Linked DNA regions of Pan troglodytes: region 1 is linked to region 2. A link is a contact called in public Hi-C data. All regions are on one chromosome and are shown on one strand. The core of a region is the stretch at or near the end of the contact, and the rest is flanking DNA. Distances in the headings are between cores, read along the strand shown. Region 1 overlaps SLC37A3 (solute carrier family 37 member 3). Region 2 holds the start of KDM7A (lysine demethylase 7A).

Region 1 (2,825 bases), core at 78-2,577, 150 kb before region 2:
ACTGTGGCACAGGAAGCTGTCATCTCAGAAATTCAACGGCAGAGAAACACAGATAAAAGCGCTACCCTGTTGGACAGGAATGTTCTTTTGGATTTAATGGGATAATTGTATTTAGGTAAAACCTTTCATCTGAGGACTTCAAAGGCCTTTACCTTGTTTAGTAGTTATTATCACACCCTACAGAGTGACATTAGGGTACCACACTCCTAGACATTTTTTGTGTGTGTGCATTTGTTTATTTATTTAGCATTTTGCTTGTTTTCTTAGGCTCACCATGGAAAGCCTCAGGAACCTAACAGCACTGCAGTTGATTTCCATTAAAAAATAGTACCTAACAAATAGCAGACGTAACTGGCCTCTGTGTCCTAGAATGAAGAATGAAGATGTTAATAGGGTTATAAAATGAAGAGCAACCATTCTGGAGCCAGGAAGGCGGGGCTGGGAGGGGCAAGAGTCGTGACCAAAGTACTGGTGGCAGAGAGCACTCCTTCCCCACACGCCCCAGTGGGTTTTACTTTTATTGGTTCTACTCAGGTTCCGAAAAGAGATTATTCTGTGAACAAGCTCTTGGAAAGAGTGTAGAGCCTCATAATCCTCCTTAACAGATTTTTTTTTTTTTTTTTGAGACAGAATCTCGCTCTGTTGCCCAGGCTGGAGTGCAGTGGTGCAATCTCAGCTCAGTGCAGCCTCTGCCTCCTGGGTTCAAGCGATTCTTGTGCCTCAGCCTCCAGAGTAGCTGGGATTACAGGCGTCTGCCACCATGCCCAGCTAACTTTTGTATTTTTAGTAGAAAACAGGGTTTCACCGTGTTGCCCAGGCTGGTCTCAAACTCCTGACCTCAGGTGATCCACCTGCCTCAGCCTCCCAAAGTGCTGAGATTATAGGCGTGAACCACGGCGCCTGACCAACAGATCTTTTGAGAAGCAAGCCTGTGTCATGACCTGAGGAAGGATCCCTAACTTCCTGCCCCCACCCTCCCAGCCCCAGGCTCTGCAATCCGTGAGAGGCCATTGGCACAGCCTCTGGATAAAGGGGTTGGATTGGTGGTGAAGGGAAGAAGCTTTCAGAGAAAAGCTTGGCAAGAGTGGCCATGGGGTGCCCAGTGCTGTCCCCTTTGCTGTCCCCTTCCACGCGCATCTGGTCTTGGCACAGCCATGTCACTTTCTACCAGCTTCTTTAATGCTTCAGGGTCGTGGTGGTTGTGAGAGAGGAGATTTTTATACCGTTGGTTATGTTTTCCTTCCCAAAGAAGCAGTTCTTGGCCTGTGAAAACCCTTTCCCCGCGGCGGACCATTCATACCTCTTGGCTCAGCAGGGGGAGACAAAGTCCCAGACACTGCCTGCTGCACTTGTTTGAAGGAAAGTGCTGCGCGCTCTTTATTTCAGTCTCACTTTATATCCGTTTGTTTAGATGTCCTCCTGGCTAGTGATTCTCTCTCTGTTTCCCCTCTGTGTAAGTCCTCGGTTCCCTCCCCTGGCCTCCTATTTCCGCCAGTAACCTCCCCGTCCCTTATACTGGAAGATGCAGAGGACCTGGAGATCGTCCACTTGAGACAGTTCAGCCTCAAAATCCCTGGCTCAGCCTGTGCTGAAGTCTCAGAAGACGTGGGTCCTTAACTTCACTCGAAATCTCACTCCCTTAAATTAGCTTCTGTCCACCTTTTTCTTCAGTCTTTATGTCTCCAGACCTCTGAATTGAGTCAGTGGAGGGAGGAGAGACCTTCAGTCACCCCCTTCACCTCTCACAGCTGTCATCCCTCTACTACCAATGTTGAACAGATTCTCCGAATGGACAGTCCACCTATGGAAAACCACATTATTTTCCAGCAACTCTTCCTTCCATCATCTGGAATCCAGCTTTGAACTGAGTTTAGAGCTCAGTCGGCTTCCTCTCTCTCTCGTGTGTGAATTCCTTTGTGTTATCTCTATCAGCTGGCCACTAACCTGTCCGCGGAAACTGTCCCCTTTCAAGGACCAGAGCATGCTCTCCCGGGGAAGCCATTCCATTGTTGGAGAGCTCCCATGGTTAGAACGGTCTTTATCCTATTCACTGAGGATCTCATGATTTCTTCCATTGGTCCTAGGAAAAAGCAACACAAATGTATATTTTCTCTTGAGATATGTGTGTGTGTGTGTGTGTGTGTGCGTATGTATATATATGTGTGTGTGTATATATATAAGACATACATATATAAAATATACAGTTTTTTCCTTATTTACATTGAAGGGCTAACTCAATATATTTGAAGACAACTTCCGTCTTTCCCTTTGAAAAGCTTTTTAGGGCCAGGTGCGGTGGCTCATGCCTGTAATCCCAGCACTTTGGGAGGCTGAGGCGGGTGGATTGCTTGAGGTCAGGAGTTTGAGACCAGCCTGACCAACATGGCAAAACCCCATCTCTACTAAAAATGCAAAAATTAGCTGGGCATGGTGGCGGGCGCCTGTAATCCCAGCTATTTGGGAGGCTGAGGCAGATGAATTGCTTGAACCTGGGAGGTGGAGGAGGCGGTTGCAGGGAGCCGAGATGACGCCACTCCACTCCAGCCTGGGTGACAGAGCGAGACTCTCTCTCTCAAAAAAAAAAAAAAAAAAAAAGCTTTTTCAAAATGTGATTGAAACACTTCCCCCGCTATTGCTTTCTGATCAAACTGGGAGGTCCCAGTTCTTCCCTTTTGAAATTGTTGAGTACCTTCTCATTCTTTGAACGCTACTGATCTTTCCCAACTTGATTTCCTCTTTCCTCCTAATCCTCAATCCCAAGAAACTCTAGGCAAAATTCTTTCATTTTCTGTGTTTCAGAGATTCTTGTTCATACTCAACCTTGT
Region 2 (2,700 bases), core at 154-2,653:
GGACTTGGTGGCTCACGCCTGTAATCCCAGCACTTTGAGAGGCCGAGGCGGGCGGATCACTTGAGGTCAGGAGTTCAAACAGCCTGGCCAACATGGTGAAACCCTGTCTCTATTAAAAATACAAAATTACCCGGGTGCGGTGGCGTGCGCCTGTAATCCCAGCTACTTGGGAGGCTGAGGCAGAGGATCCCTCGAACCCGGGAGGTGGAGGTTGCAATGAGCCGAGATCGCAGCACTGCACTGCACTCCAGCCTGGGCAACAAGAACGAAACTCCGTTTCAAAGAAAGAAAGAAAGAAATGGAGAATTAGATCAGCGACTCTTTGCCTGGGGGTGGGTGACAGAACAACACTTCTTCCTCCCCTAACAAAAATTACCTATGGAGCCGTGAGGGCTTTCCCCACTGATAGAAATGCCAGCAGAAATTCAGCTACAAATACTCAATTCAATAATCCTTAACATCACTTCCAATCCACAGTTATGATTCCAACGCAATCTTTTCTATACAGTATTTGTCAGCTGTTTTTATTCTTCAGTTTATCATCTTATATTTGGCTCTCAATTTCACCCATAAATTATTGATGGCTTATTATACGCCAAGTACCCTGCGCTCCGCTTTTTGTGGTATCCCTCTTCGGAGCGAGAAGTCACTTAGAATTTTACCCCTATCTTCCCCACTTGGGAATCGGAAGGGTTCATAGCTAAGTTTTGTTATTTATAAGCACGCCGGCTCTTCTCCATCCCTCTCTCCACCAACCCCATTTCAAGGTTGGTCCCTCCCAGCGGACGACAGTGATGAATTCCTCTTGGGGACAGCCCTCCCGCAACTAACGGTGGCTCCATCGACGCTCTGGTCTCCTTGCTGCTCGCTGGGAATTCGGGTGGGACGTTTTCCAAAGTTTGGATTCCACGGCACATTCCTCCCTCGGAAAGGCACAACCGGCTCGGCGTGTCAGCTCAGCTGGACTCACGCCGGTGCGGGGCCGCAGCTCCGGTTCTCGCTGGGCGGCTGCGGAGGGCTGGGCGATTCTCTCAGCGTCGCGAGGCGACCCGGACAGCAGCAAACTTCTCCGCTTCCCCTCTTCGGGACGCGGCACCTCTTCTGCCCTTGAGCACTCCGCAGGAACTTCCCCCGGCCTCGGCTCTCGCTCCGAAATAACCGAGCCAGCTCCTCGCACGCTCCCGCCGTCCTCCTCCGGCTGCGGCCGCGCGCCCGCCGCCACCGCCACCACCGCGCGTGTCCTCACGGGGCCTCGGCTCCCTCCGCCCCCGCAGCCGCCTGCGTGCCCTTCAACAGCTCCCTCCGCCCGGCCGTCGCGGAGAGGAGCGGGGAGCGCGCGCCGGCGCCAGAGACGTGCGCGAGACGCACGGCCCCGCGCCGAGCGCCGGAAGCAGCCGGGTCTGGGCCTCGCGCGTCGCGCGCGCCTCCTCCCCCTCCGCCAGCCGCCGCGGTCTCGCGCGCGCGCACTGAGGCGCCGCCGCCGCCGCCGCCGCCGCGGCTGCTGCAGGAGGCGGCGCTGGCTGGCGGCTGCGCTCGCTCCAGTCGGCGAGCGGAGCAGCGAGCGAGCGTGTGTGTGTTTTTTAAAGATGGCCGGAGCGGCGGCGGCGGTGGCCGCGGGAGCAGCAGCTGGAGCCGCCGCGGCAGCCGTGTCGGTGGCGGCTCCCGGCCGGGCCTCGGCGCCTCCGCCGCCCCCGCCCGTGTACTGTGTGTGCCGGCAGCCGTACGACGTGAACCGCTTCATGATCGAGTGCGATATTTGCAAGGACTGGTTCCACGGCAGGTAAATAAACCCCCTCCAGCCCCGCAGCCGCCACCGCCGGCCACCGACCAACCGCCGCCGCCGCCGGCCGCCCGCGCCTCCCTCGGGCCGGGCCGCCGCGCCGCGCCCAGCTTTCAGGGGGCCCCGGTGCCTAGCCCCCCGGCCGGGCAGTGGGGCGCGCGGTGCCCCGGGTTCGCCGGGCGGGCTCCAGAGGGGAGCCGGTGGGCTCGCCTGGCCCGGGCGAAGAGTCGCCACAACAAACACGAACAAAGAGGGCCGGCGGAGAAGTTGGCAGGGGGAGCCTGGGGCGAGGGGACGCGGCCGGGCGGGCGCGGCGGGGGCGTCGGGCGGAGCGCCGGCCGGGTCCGCAGCCCCTCGCCAGCCCGGGCCGCCGCCGCCCCGCCCCGCCCCGCCGCGCCCGGGGCTCCGGCCGGAGTCGCCGGCCGCCCCGCCGCTCTGCCCGGCCGGCCGACGCGCCTGCCTTCCTTCCGGGCGGCGATGGGGTCGCCCCGGCCCCGCGTCTCCTCCGCGCCGCGGGTCCCTGTCGCGCCCCCTTCCCCGCCTTTATCAAACTTCCTGGGCCAGTGGGACGGGGGCAGCGGCGGGCCGGAGAGGCGACCGCGCCAGCCAGCTCGGCGGGGCTCCGCGGAGTAAACAGAGCAACAGATGAGGCACTCGCTCTCGGGGACTTGAAAGGTGCCGGGGAAGTTGGGGCCGGGCCCCCGGCGGGCGGCAGGTTGACCCGGGTCGCGGCCCTGGGCCCCCGCACACACCCGGGTCGCCGGGACTGGGGCAGATGGAGTGGGCGGCGGGGGCCCGAAGGGAACGGTTCTCCGGACCCCCTGCGTCGCCCTTGCGCCGCGGCTTAAACTTTACAAAGAGTGCAGTTGCCATCGCTCGAAGCTGGCGACACCGGGACCGCCTGCGGCTGTGCCCCGGGC

What was found. Hi-C and Micro-C count contacts between places; a contact is called where the count stands out from the background.
Region 1: a contact with region 2 is called in a Hi-C map of induced pluripotent stem cells, with 1.8 times the contacts expected there. The contact joins the enhancer-like site here to the promoter of KDM7A in region 2. A contact is called at or near these places in 3 of 7 Hi-C or Micro-C datasets (blood, induced pluripotent stem cells and stem cell-derived neural progenitor cells) and 1 of 1 datasets of contacts at active chromatin or transcription factors (stem cell-derived excitatory neurons).

Annotation. Positions count from the first base shown.
Region 1 is chr6:155,686,278-155,689,102 of NHGRI_mPanTro3-v2.0_pri, reverse strand. All of the region lies in intron 14 of SLC37A3 (solute carrier family 37 member 3), which reads left to right. Among named protein-coding and RNA genes, the nearest start is that of SLC37A3, 70 kb to the left of the region's middle. Within about 2 kb of position 1,327, at least 6 of the 24 cell types and tissues checked have an H3K27ac peak or open chromatin away from gene starts, as enhancers often do. A contact at or near this core is called in induced pluripotent stem cells, where this site is marked.
Region 2 is chr6:155,537,608-155,540,307 of NHGRI_mPanTro3-v2.0_pri, reverse strand. KDM7A (lysine demethylase 7A) reads left to right here and starts at 1,403. Exons shown (of 20, transcript XM_527907.8): 1 at 1,403-1,780. The coding sequence starts at 1,587.